Regions from separate parts of the Pan troglodytes genome. Here region 1 is linked to region 2. Evidence: chromatin contacts called from public Hi-C data. All regions are on one chromosome and are shown on one strand. Each heading gives the region's core, a stretch centred on a gene start, on an enhancer-like site or on the middle of the called end of the contact. The rest is flanking DNA. Distances are from core to core; before and after follow the strand shown.

The links. Hi-C and Micro-C count contacts between places; a contact is called where the count stands out from the background.
Region 1: a contact with region 2 is called in a Hi-C map of induced pluripotent stem cells, with 3 times the contacts expected there. The contact joins the promoter of ITPKA here to the promoter of DLL4 in region 2. A contact is called at or near these places in 2 of 7 Hi-C or Micro-C datasets (induced pluripotent stem cells and stem cell-derived neural progenitor cells).

What each region holds. Positions count from the first base shown.
Region 1 is chr16:33,456,841-33,463,232 of NHGRI_mPanTro3-v2.0_pri, reverse strand. ITPKA (inositol-trisphosphate 3-kinase A) reads right to left here and starts at 1,578. Exons shown (of 7, transcript XM_001149577.6): 1 at 1,011-1,578. The coding sequence starts at 1,499. It overlaps LOC134808444 (a long non-coding RNA gene), which reads left to right and starts at 2,065. Exons shown (of 2, transcript XR_010151355.1): 1 at 2,065-2,149; 2 at 2,262-2,377.
Region 2 is chr16:32,895,746-32,902,474 of NHGRI_mPanTro3-v2.0_pri, reverse strand. DLL4 (delta like canonical Notch ligand 4) reads right to left here and starts at 2,160. Exons shown (of 11, transcript XM_510318.8): 1 at 1,756-2,160; 2 at 1,374-1,643; 3 at 808-865. The coding sequence starts at 1,821.

The sequences.
Region 1 (6,392 bases), core at 329-2,828, 560 kb before region 2:
CGCGGCCACAGCTCTCCCCGCCCCGCCGCGCCGACCCGGCCTTATGGGCAGGCCCCAGACGCCCGAGGCCGGGGGCGCCCCTCGCCTCTTCCTCGGCCTCAGGGACACTTGCGAAACGTGGATCTAAAGAAAGTCCTTCGCGCAGACCACGGACAGTTATTCAAGGTATTTGGCCTTAGTTAAAACGAGGGGAACAAGGAGGGTGTCCCGGGAGCCGCACATCCCTAAGTGGCGGGCGTCAGGAATGACTTAACAGTGCCCAGGGCTGTGTTTTCCGAGGGTCAGACCTGGTCCCAGAACACCCAGGCTATCAGAGGCAGAGACTAGCAGAGTGATCCTGCCCCCTTGCAGCCTCAGTTTACCGCCCCTCTCTGCCGCGCTCAGGAGCGGCGAGCCGGGAAGATGGGAGGCAGGGCGCGCACTGGGTGGGCTGCGTTCCGCTCCCAGCCAGAGCTCCCAGGCCCACGCCCCTCCCTCCCCTGCGTCCACGCCTCGTGCGGGCGCTGGGAGCAGACGGCAGCGGCTCCCGAGCAGAGCCTGGAGCGCCGCTCCACTCCCACTCAGGAGAGGGAAACCGTGGCAACGGCGGGGGTGCGGCCGCGGCACCGGAGAGGGGGCGGGGGGTAAGGGAAACTCTCCTTCGCCTCTCTCCTTCCGAGGGTTCACCCGGCAAGGCTCAGCCCCTCCGATCCCTCCTGTCCTAACCCACAGCCAACAAGGTCCGCTACCCCCGCTTCGCCCAATCCCCGCGGCGGGTCGCCTGCTCCTCGCCCAGCTTCTTAGACGCCCCAGGGCCAGCGCCACGACCCGCCGGCGGAGCCGAGGTGAAAGTTGCCCAGGCGAGAGGTCGGCCAGGCGCCTCCCTCTGACCCCCAGATTCCTCCTAAACCGCGAGAACAGGACCTTCCGCTGGAGGGAGCATGGACAGGAGCGGGTCCTCCGGGAGCACCGAGCCAGGTCCCCCGTGCAGCCCCCGCGCCCGGCGCTGGCCCCGCCCCCGCGGCCCGTACCTGACCCACGTCCTCGCCCGCTTCCAGCTGCACGTTGCCGCGGCTCCGGCTCTCACTGTCGCTCAGCAGGTCGTCCTCCGAGTCCTCGAGCAGCGACGAAGAGCCAGTGGAGGAGACCGACGAGGTGGAAAGGCGGCGCGGCTGCTGCAGGTGCGAAGAGCCCGCTGCCGGGAGGCAGTCCCTCTCCCGCTCCGGCGGCCCAGGGCTGGTCGGGGGCACGTCGGGCTCCTCGGCTGTCACGGTCAGCTGAGGGATCACCGGGGCCGGGGGAGCCCGCGGAAGCCCGTTGGGGACCTGTCCCCCACGCCGCTTGGCCCCGCGGGCCCGGGGCTCCCCCGCGGCGGCGGCCGCAGCGACCGCCGCACAGCGCGCCTCGAAGAGCAGGCGCAGCTCCCCGACACTCCGGCGCGGGGCCCGCTCCAGCCCCGGGCTGCAGGGCCTCGCGCCCCCCGGCCGCGCCATGCCCGTTGGGCCCCCGGGCAGGGTCATTTCCCAGTGCCGGCGCCGCCGCTGAGCCCACCAGCCCGCGGCGCGCCGGGGACTGGAGCGGCTCGGCGCCCCCGGCTGGAGACGGCCCCGGGGCGGAGCCTGCGCCGCTGCACGCCCGCGCCCCGCCTCGGCCGCGCCCCCCGCCCACTCCTTCCACTTTCAGAGAAAGCGCGGGCCTCCCAGGGCCCCTGCGAGGGAGAGAAGGCTCTCGGTGACTCCTCGGGGTGGCGGGGAAGTCCAACCTCCGTAGGCACAAAACCTGGGCCCGGGCCCCGAGGCTTCGCTCCGCCTGCCCTCGGGGAGGTGGGAGGGGCCGCTCCGCGCTGGGGCCTCGCAGCCTTCCCGGGCTTCGCGGCTGGGAGAGATTCCTCCAGGCCGCTCCACAGGCCCTGTCCCCGCGCAGGAGAAGCTGGTCCTACTCTTGGTCCCCTACCCCGTTCCTCGGGTTCCTTTGCGTGTTCATCCCTCCCGGGCAAGGGCTTCAAGTCTCGGGGCCTTTCTCCGGCCCGAGCTCCTGAGCAGAGTTGAAGGCCCCCGGCTTCCCGAAGAAGCCCCACCCCAGGGCGTGCACCCAAGTGGAGACTCTGCCCCAGGGACGAGCTGAGGCTGCTCCCCGCAAGTTCCCCACTTCCCGGCGGGCAGAGAACAAGGTCAGGGGGCGGGGCTTGGATCTGTCCCCGTGGCCCAGCCGAGTCCCGGGCTGCATCTCCCCCGCTGCTGGGTGGCAGGAGCTGAGCCCGCCTTCCTCCTCCTCTGTTATAGGAGCTCGGGGCTTGGAGTCCGCCGTGTGGCGTTCAGCAAGTCATTTCACCTCCCTCGACTGCGGATTCTCCCGTTGCTGCGAGAATAAAATAAAAGATTTGAAATCAGGTACACCACACTCTAGATGTGATTTGTAGGCAGTCCCTTTACTCCCTCCGTATATTTCTGCATTTGTACATTTAGAAAAACCTCATCCAACCCACAGAGTTGTGTCTGTAAAACTAGGAAGACAGCACTGATGTTTAAGAGTTTCAGACACTGCAAAGTGCTTATCAGTGTCATTCCATGTGGATCTTCGGCCACTTCCCATGTTGGTAGTCAGCTGACCGACCGGCGAGGCTGCTTTGAGGAGAAGCCACTGTTTCCTATCTTACCATAGTGCCACAGGAGTGAGGGTCCCCCGCTCAGGCACTCAGTGTCTGGGGATGGCTGGGGCCCTGGAGACAGAGCAGCCCCAGAAGGATTGCCTTGGATGCTGAGATGGCCGCAGGAGGGGCTTTCCTTCCCTTCTCTCCCCTCAGCCAGGGCTCAGGAATGGCCCAGGAGAAGGAAAGAGGAAGGTTCAGTGGGAAGACGGGAATCTTCGGCAAAGCATAGTGGCTCAGGCTTGTAACCCCAGCACTTTGGGAGGGCAAGGCGGGCAGATTGCTTGATCCCAGGAGTTCGAGACCAGCCTGGGCAACATGGCAAAACCCTGTCTCTACTAAAAATACAGAATATTAGGCAGGTGTGGTGGTGTGCACTTGTAGTCCCAGCTACTCGGGGAGAGGCTGAAGTAGAAGGATCACTTGAGCCCGGGAGGTCGAGGCTGCAGTGAGCTGAGATCACCACCACACTCCACCACCACACTCCACACTCTAGCCTGGGCAACAGAGTGATAACTTGTCTCAAAAAAAAACAAAAGCTGAGCATGGTGGCATGCACCTGTGGTCCCAGCTACTTAGGAGGCTGAGGTGAGAGGATTATTTGAGCCCAGGAGGTCGAGGCTGCAGAGAGCCATGACATTCCACTGCACTGCAGTCTGGGTGACAAGTCATACGCTATCTCAAAATAAACAAATAGGTGAAGATCCTGGAGAACTGAGGAAGGAAGCAAAATAATGTAAGAAAGAATGGCAATGAGAGAGGCAGGAGAAATAGAGGGAATGAAGGGGTAAGAGGAAGAAGGGCATAGAGGAGTTTGAATACTTGACTACTTCACGGAGAACCTGGGAAATCACATCGCCACCTTCTCTAGGACAACCATCTGGAGGAATCTTGAGTATGTGTGTGAGGGATGTACTCTGCAGCTTGAAGGACCTGGATCACTCGTGTCTCAGACACTCACTCCTCTGCCTCCTTCACAGCTACACTGACCTGCGGCAGGATGTGGGAAGGTGCTGCCCTCAGAGACGGGGCTGGGAGGAAACCCAAGGTGGGGAGAGCCTGCAAGGAACTGCCAGAACTGGAAAGGTAGGGAGGGCAATGAGGGGCGAGAACTTGTCCTGCACTCCTGTGTGTCAGGCGATGGATGGGCAGGGTTGGAGGTATAAGCAGGCTGGGCACTGGGTCTCTGTCCTGGCTGCCAAGAAAAAGGGGCAATTCCTTTTCTTCTTGTATCAGGCACTTGCTCAAGCCTTAGGTCTACTATACCAGCAGCCAGAGAATTGCTCTTTGCTCTACCTGCCCAGGTGTCTCTCATTGGAAAGATGAGCGCAAACCTGGAAATGGATGCTGAACTGAAATCCAATCCCATAGATTCTTAGAGCAGTAAGGGGCCTTATATCCATCTATCCTCCTCATTCACATTACAGAAGTACCAAAGAGGTTAAGTGGCTCCACCAGGGAGGTTAAGGACACACAGCCAGTTGATGGAAAAGGCAGTGTATCCTGGCTAGGTCCCCTGACTTCCTGCGCACTTGTCGCCCAGGCTCGAGTGCAATGGCGTGATCTCGGCTCACTGCAACCTCTGCTTCCTGGCTTCAAGAGCCTCAGCCTGCTTCTCTAGCCTCAGCCTCCCGAGTAGCTGAGATTACAGGTGCTCGCCACCAGGCCTGGCTAGTTTTTGTATTTTTAGTAGAGACGGGGTTTCACCATGTTGGCCAGGCTGGTCTCGAACTCCTGACCTCAGGTGATCCGCCCACCCAGGCCTCCCAAAGCGCTGGGATTATGGGCATGAGCCACCTCGCTCATGTTCTCAAATTCTTTCATTAACATCTTGTATTTCCTGGCCGGGTGCAGTGGCTCACACCTGTAATCCCAGCACTTTGGGAGGCTGAGGTGGGTGGATCACCTGAGGTCAGGAGTTCGAGACCAGCCTGGCCAACGTGGTGAAATCCCGTCTCTACTAAAATACAAAGATTAGCTGGGCATGGTGGAGGGCACCTGTAATGCCAGATACTTGGGTAGCCGAGGCAGGAGAATCACTTGAACCCAGGAGGCAGAGGTTGCAGTGAGCCTAGGCGACAGTGCCAGACTCCATCTCAAAACAAAGAAACATCTTGTAGTTCCTTCTGAAGGTAGAGTCTGCCCCCACCTACTACAGTCAGAAAACATAAGGGTACGTCTTGGGGCAAGGCCTGGGAGTCCCTGTATAGCTGTAGGATGAGGTCAGCAGGCTCTTCCGTCCTCTTAGTCATGCCAGGAATAAACGTTGAAACCCTAGAACATCTGTTCTTTTATGACTCAGTTTTCTCAGTCTTTGATGCTTGAGTAGAAGGGATGTGGAGAAAATCAGACTGACCAGTATGGAGGTAGAAGGGATGGCCTCTTGAGTGCCACAAAAAAAAAAAAAAAAAAAAAAAAAAAAAAAAAAAAAAATGGTGGGGATGTTCAAACACTTAAGCATTAAGCAGGCCAGATAAAATTTTTTTTTTTTTTTTTTTTTTTGAGAGAGAGTCTTGCTCTGTCACCCAGGATGAAGTGCAGTGGCACCATCTCAGCTCACTGCAACCTCCACCTGCTGGCACAAGCGATTTTCCTGCCTCAGCCTCCCATGTAGCTGGGATTACAGGTGTGTGCCACCACACCTGGCTAATTTTTTGTATTTTTAGTAGAGACAGGGCTTCACTACATTGGCCAGGCTGGTCTCGAACTCCTGACCTCAGGTGATCTGCCTGCCTCAGCCTCCCAAGGTGCTCGGATTACAGGTGTGAGCCACTGGGCCTGACCGCCAGAGACAGTTTTTAAAAAATTAAACAACAGAAAAGGGGGACACTGGGGTGTAGAGGAATGTGTCAAGGTTGTTTTTTGTTTGTTTTTGGGTTTTTGTTTTTTTTTTTAGACAAAGTCTCACTCACTCTGTCACCCAGGCTAGAGTGTGCCATCATGGCTCACTGCAGCCTCCACCTCCTGGGCTCAAGGGATCCTCCTGCCCCAGCCTCCTGAGTAGGTGGGACCACAGGCACACACTACCATGCTCAACTAATTTTAAAAACTTTTTGTAGAGATGGAGTCTCCCTATGTTGGCCAAGTCTTGAACTCTAGCCTCAAACAGTCTTCTTCCTTCAGCTTCCCAAAGTGCTGGGATTACAGGCATGAGCCATTGCACCCCGCCAGTGTGTCAAGGTTTTGATGGTCATTAGGTGGCTGTTCTGAGATAGGCCATGAGAGTCTCTCTGCCTTGGCCACAAGGCCAGCTTACATGTCTGAGCAGATAACCTTTTTTCTTTTCCTTTATTTATTTATTTATTTTTGAGACAGGGTCTCACTCGGTCACCCAGGCTGGAGTGCAGAGTCACAATCACGGCTCACGTCAGTCTCAACTTCCTGGGCCTAAGTGATCCTCCTGCCTTAGCCTCTCGAGTAGCCGGGACCACAGGCAGAGGCATGTGTCACCATGCCCAGCCAATTTTTAAATTTTTTGTAGAGACAGGGATCTCACTCTGTTGTCCCAGCTGGTCTTGAATTCCTGGGCTCAAGCAATCCTCCTGCTTTGGCCTACCAAAGTGCTAGAATTATAGGTGTGAGCCACTGTGCCCAGACAGAACCTATCTTCTTGTGGTATCTCAGTTGGTTGATCCTCCTGTTCCCTACAGGTCTGCTTTTTTTTTTTTTGAGGCAGAGTCTCGCTCTGTTGCCAAGGCTGTAGTGCATTGGTGTGATCTCAGCTCACTGCAACCTCTGCTTCCTGGGTTCAGGAAATTTCCTGTGT
Region 2 (6,729 bases), core at 911-3,410:
GGGTCGGGTCAGGGAAGGGTCGCCAGTCCCCAGGGGTGCCAGTGACTGCTGGCCAATGTCCTTCTTGGCTGTGATGATGGTGATCAGCCAACCAATCAGCCCAGTTATCCAGATGACCCCCGCCTGCCAGCAAGAACAGGCCAGAGGGACCCAAAGCCCCGCTACGTAGCTGCCCTATGTGTGTGCATGTGCAGGGGGCCTGATAGTATTCAAAAAGGGGACAATAGAAGGATGTTAAGATATCCCAGGGTCTTGGAGGCAGATAGGGAGGGGAAAGAGGAAAAGAGGTCAAAATGGAAAAAAGAGAAAAAGAAAGAAAAGCTCCCCAGGCTAGAGAGGACCCTGGGAGCAGGGGGTCCTTTGGTGCCCATTCAGGGGTTCTGCCTCCAGAGGTGGGTAATGGTTTTCTTTTTTCCTTTTCAAAGTGAGAATTGTTGTGCTGCTGAAATATCCTTTTCCTCTGTGTCAGAACAACATCCCAAAGCCATTATTCCCTTTCCAAAGGAGCGGAATTCGCGAAAGGTGTAAAATACAGGAAGGGGCCCGTCAGCGGCGCTGGCAGCTTCAGCCTTTCTCACCGCCGTACTCCCCGCGTTCCCACGCCAAAAATAACCCGCAGGAAACGCAATTGTGCTCTGAGTCCAGGCAGCGAACGGAATCCGAGCGTCCAGCGCGGGGCGCAGCTCCGGGCCAAGCTAAGCGTCCTGCCTCCCACCCCCAAGCCCGCACTTCCCCCGCCTAGAACAGATTAACTCTTTCGGCGCTGCGCTGTGTCGCCCCCCTGTGGTGGCGGAGCGAGCTACTCACCTGGCCGCAGGTCGTCTCCTGGCGCGTGCCAAGCTTCGATGATGAGTGAGAAGGTACCCTGGGAAAGGGGGTGGGGGGACGGAGAGATGGCGAGATGAGCAAGCGGGGAGAGGTGGGGGTGCCTTGCGGCAGCCTGTTTAATTAATCTAATTGCAGGATTCAGTTACTGCGCCCGGGTCAACATAACGGGGCTGTGCACAGTGTAGCGCTTGAGCAGGGAAGGCGAGAGGAGAACCCCCGGTAGAGGGAGGGTTGAGAGACGGGAGAGCGTAAGGGAAAGCCACTGGAGGAGGGGGTGGTAGGGTACCGCCCCAGAGTGGTAGGTAATGAAAATCGTGTCCCAAGAGCTGGGGACGGGAGGACATAAACTGGGAAGACGGAGACTGGTGAGAGCCTTTTCTGGGATCAGTCTCAGGAGAGAGTCGGGAAGAGCCAGGAAAGAATGCATCCTGGGCTTTTTGGGGGTGGGGGTGTGTGTACAAGGAAATCTGGGGAGGGGGCTTTGGTCCCAGGGCGCCTCCTCTCTCGGCTTCTGCGACCTCCCAGTGCGCCCAGGCTGTGCTCACCGGCCAGGTGAAATTGAAGGGCAGTTGGAGAGGGTTGCGCCCCCCGCCGCTACTGTCGTCCCGGACAGCGAAGGAGTTGGTGCCCAATACCGGCGTGGAGACGGTCCCGAAGGTGCAGGGTCCGGGCGAGACGACCGCCTGGAAGTGCTTAAGGCAGACGCGGAAGAAAGTCCGGCAGCCGGGCTCGCAAGGCCGCCCACTGGCCAGTACGCCGCGCTCGTTGATGAACTCCTGCAGCTGCAGCTGGAAGACGCCGGAGCCGGCCGCGCGCTATTGCACAGGGACCGAGGGAAGGAGGGAGGGGACCGGTCAGCTCAGCTGGTGCCCGGGGCTGAGGCCCAGAGCGCGGCAGAGGGGACGGAGAGGGCGCGGGACGTGTTACCTGCTGCCAAAGTGCCACCAGCAGCAGTAGCGCCCAGCCAGAGGCGCTCCGGGACGCTGCTGCCATCCCCTGGGGCGTCGCTCTCTCCACCCGCGGGCCCTCAATCTGGCTCTGTTCGCGACGCCGCTTTCCCGCGCGTCCGCCAGCCGGCGGGGTCCCTGAAAAGAGGCGCTCCTCTCGGGACGCTGCTCCCCTTTGGCCTTCTCGCTAGCTCCGCTGCAGCTGCCGCTGTAGGTAATCCAGGTGACTAAGGCTGGGCGGCGACCGCGCCGAGGACGCGTCTTCTGTCTAATCCTGGGGCTGCAAGCGGGCTAGTGCCAGTGTACGCTGCACCAAGGCGGCTGGGGCTGCGGCTCTTGGCCTCGTGTTCCCGGCCTGCGCGCAGCGCCGCTACTGAAACCTGCGCGCTGGGAGCCTTCCTTATATATATTGGCTCCTCTCCTCGCCGCCTGTCACTCAGACTCATGGTCATTCTCCCCTCCCCTCCCGGCCTCTAGCTGCTACAGTCCCAGCGCCGCCCGGAGGGGGCCTCCGCCCCCGCCGCTCCCCCCTCCCCGTCAGCCAGTCGGGCGCAGGTCCCCGCCCCTCCGTGCCGCTCCCAACCTCTAGGTCCCCCAGCTCTGCGCGTGCCGAGGTGACCAGTCCTCCGTGATGGCGGGGTTAAGGGCTGAGACCCTGGCCGCCGAAGGATAGAGGGGTTGCCCGGTAATGGGGCAGGAGGTGAGTGGGTGGTTCGGGGATGGTCTTGGGGGCGGAGACACTAGGCAGTCCCTGTAGGCTGTGCATCCGCAGCAGGCGCTAGTTACCTAGTGTTCCAAAGCAGGTAAAAAGAACTTAAGCCCGGAATGCGAAAACCAGCGCTAGGGAAATCCGATCTCCTTTTCCTTCCTGGAGCTTCTGGAGCCCTTGTCTCAACGGCCCCCAACCTATGAGTGCCCACCCACCACGCGTCCCCAGCGCAGCAGGGAAGCCAGCAGAAGCGTTAACCTCTCTGTGGCCACTCTGAGCAAGGCTAGGGGCTAAGGGTCTAAGGCTCGGGGCCCTCTCTGTGCACCTGTTGGGCGTCTCCCTCTCTAGCTAAGGGGGGGCGTGCCCAGCGCGTGCCTTCTCCCTTCTGCCCCCTGCCAGGGCTTGGCGCGTGCCAGAGACCCAGACGCGCGGTCCCTGAGGTGGGGGAGGGCGGGGCGTGGTCCCGGAGGTAGGAGGGGGGCGCGTCCTCAGCTGTATGGTAATGAGGTTCTGGCCCCGCCTCCAGCGCGTCCCCTCACCTGAGTCCAGCTTCAGTTCCTGCGCCCACTGCCTCCCCCCACCCCAGCAGCCCCAAGCCCCCGGCCGCGCCCTGTCGCTCAGCTGGGGCAAGGAGGAACTCTCCTGACGCCAGAGTTGGCTCAGGCCACTGGAGAATCAAGGTGAGGGACTGAGGCCGGGTCGGCCCGGGTCCTCGCCTCATAAGGCGGGATGTGGGGTGGAACTGGAGGCTTGCGGAGCTGTTTGAGTTTCAGGCGGCTTCACAAGTCTCGCCCGAGAGGGTCCCCTGGGTGGCCCCACTCCTCCAAGCGGCAGCAGCGCAGCTGCTTTCTCGGAACCCGGCGTGATCCCCGGAGGCCGCAGACCGGGGAGGGCCGGCTTCTCCCAGTCTCAGGGGTGCCGGGGAGCTCTCTCTTTGCGACGCCGAGGGCAGCGGGGGCCCTGTGGCTTCAGCTGTCAGCCCGCCCGCGAGGTGATGGCTGTAGTCGGGCGTTAAGATCAGCGCGGGGGGGAGCCGGGACGCGGCGCGAACCCGGGGGAGGCGGTAAGGGTGGGGGAGCGGCGAGGAGCCCAACAGCTGCCAATGCCGAGCATGGTCTGATTTTTTTTTTTTTGAGTTGGGTGGTGGTGGTGGAGGACTGGGGGACGGGTGTGGGGGTGGGAAGGATGAGAAACAAGAGGTTGGGAGCGTGGGTTGGGGGAGGGGCGAGGTGAGGAGACGGGCTCCGGGGTCCCCCACGCACGGCCACCCCTCCCAGCCACCATCTGGCGCGAGCGGGTTGGCGTGGGGAACCGAGGTGGGGCGGGGCGGCAGATGGGCCCAGGCTGCGCTCGGGAGTTAATGTAGGTTATGGGCAGGCGGAGTCCCAGGCCCGAGGGAGGGGGAGTCCGGGGCGTGCCTCCCGGCGATCCTGGCAAGTGGGCTCCCAGATCTTCTCTCCGCCTATACCCTATGGATCCCTGGACTTGCCTCTCTAAGATGCCAGCGGGTGCCCCTTGCTCTCCTCCAAGCTGGCATCCAGCCCCACCTAGCCCTGTCCTCTCTCAACTCCAAATCCTGGCCCAGGAGTTAATAAAAACATCCTCCTTTTCTGGCGCTGGTCCTGCTTACCTGACCCTCAAGGGAGACATCTAGTCCCACACAAGGCATCTCTCCCAATACTGGAAAATCTGGAACACTCTCTACCCTCATACACGCCCAGACTAATGTGCCCAAATGTACTTTGCAAATTATCAAGGACCAAACAAAAGTTGGGATTATTATCTTCAGAGAGGCAGCACCCAGGAGATCCCAGAGATCTAGAAAGGCTCTGACCAGAAGAGGAAAGGGTTAAATTCTCAGCATCAAAAGACATTCATGAAACACCTATTTGCGGAGGCGCTGTCCCAGAAGCTCATTCCCGGGCTAGGACACTGCCACCCTTGGCCCTGGGTACCTACGAGCGCTCCCACACGCTGCGGTCGAGCTTTGCCCACATTTGCTGAGCAGGAGAGGGTCATGCTGCTGCGGGTAGGGAGCCCAGTGCGAAGGCCGCAAGTGTTTCTGTCAGCCCAAAACTGGGGCTGCGCCTTCCTTCTTCTCCCACTCGGGACTTTCGGACTTGCGGGCGGAAGAACGCTACACGCGTGGTCCTGGGATGGGAGGCCACCGATCACCGTGGGGCTGGACCCCCATCGAAGTCGGCTGCCCCCGCCCCTGACGCAGACCCTCCACAACAGCATGGAAAGGGTGCACAGATAGACCCAGAGTCCGAAAGACCACTGACCCTCCGCAGGCCCAGGGTTCCTCAATTCGACCCGCACCCTCAACACTCCCCAACGTCGGAAGCGGGCGCAGGGTCGAGGCCTGGCTTCATGAAAGGCCCACCGCCTCTGCCCCTAGAGGCCTTCTGCTTCTGCTGTCCCCCTACGCTTGGCCATTGCGCATAGTCCTCCAGCCATAAGAACCGGCACTGAGGACCGGGAAGCGCTAAGGTCGCCTTCCAGCGGTGTCCCCAAGCTGACCCCAGGTTATTGGGGCGCAACAGGAGCCTCGTAGAGCCTCGGGACTCCTCCCCCGCAGCGTAGCCTCTGTGCCCTCCCCAGGGCCGCAGGCGCAGCTCCGAGACCTTCAGCGCGGTTTTGCCTCTCCTCTCCCCAACCCCCTCTCAGGGGACGGCGCTCTTCGCGGGGCACACTGCACCCGGGTAGGAGCGCGGTGGGGGCCGGGCCACCGTGCCTGCTGGGCAGACCAGGGGCGGGGAAGCAGGCCTGGCTTGGGCGGGGCGCTTAAGCCTTGAGGGGCGCCGCTGCGGTCGCTGCGGAGAAGGGGCCACGTGCAGGGAGCGGCGGCCGGGGAGCTGCACAGAAGGCGTGGAGATTTGCAAACTGTTGCTGCCACATGGCTGCTCCATTCGATCCATTCACATTGAAATGAGGCCGGCGCGTGCCTCATCTGCCGCAGGGCGCTGCCACGCGTCAGCCCGGCCCGCCGCGTGCCAACTGGGGCAGTGGGACTGGCAGAGCCTGGCAGCCGTGGGGGCGCAGCCCGGGGCCTGAGGCCAGGAGGGTGTTGGGGGAGGGAGTCGAGCTACCCTAGCCATTCAGGCGCCGCAGTTTCAAGGACCTTGGCCCTACAATTGGGAGTGAGCTGGCGAGAAAGGCCCAGGACCGACGGGTTTCAGAGGGGGGCCGGGATCGATGCCGCCGCTCCCCGCAGATGCGCCCCGGCAGGGCTACTCTCCATCTGCCGCTGCTCGCACCTGCCGGTCAATAAATCGATTTTACAATTTAATGCAGCAGCTTCCCGCCCGCCTGGGACAGATGCCGCAGCAGAACCACCTCCGCCCTCGCCCCTCCCCTCGAGGGGCGCCAGCGGTTAGGGACGGGATTCCCGCTCAGCAGGCGGTGCCCCGCGTGGCCTCCTTCACCTCTCTCTGGAGCCCCCACAAGGAACTGCCTGCTGAGGGTTTTTCCCGCGGGACAGAGTGGGTTCCCCATAGAACAGGCCTGAGACTGGAGAGAGGAGTGAGGAAGGTGATGACTTGGTGGTGGCCTTGAGAACTCATCTGGGGGCTTCAAGGGAGGAACAGGATGCAGTGACTGATGATAAGAAGGGCCCCGTGAGAAGGAAGGGGTAGGGCATGGGCGCTGAGGGACACCGAACTCTGAAGAATCTTGGTCAGGGGGACTGAGCAGAGATGGGGAGGAGGCAGGAGGAACGAGTCTCTCCCCACCCTCCAGGTGAGTCTGGTGAATAAGCCTGACATGGACCTGCTTCTTGGCACTTCCTAACCATGTGGTCTTGGGCTTGTAACCTAACTCTAGCTCTACATTCAGTTTTCTCATCTGTGCAATGGGATAATAATAATAGAGATGGCCGGTGTGGTGGCTCATGCCTATAAGCCCAGCATTTTGGGAGGCTGAGGAGGGCAGGTCACTTGAGGTCAGGAGTTCGAGACCAGCCTGGCCAACATGGTGAAACCCTGTCTCTACCAAAAAAATACAAAAAGTAGCCAGGCATGGTGGTGTTTGCCTGTAATCCCAGCTACTCAAGAGGCTGAGGGAGGAGAATTGCTTGAAGCTGGGAGGCGGAGGTTGCAGTGGGCAGAGATCATGCCACTGCACTCCAGCCTGGGCGACTGAATGAGACTCTGTCTCAAATAATAATAATAATAATAATAATAATAATAATAACCTTGGAGCCTTGGAGAGTGGCTGAGGGACTGTATCAGATTATGCATTCAT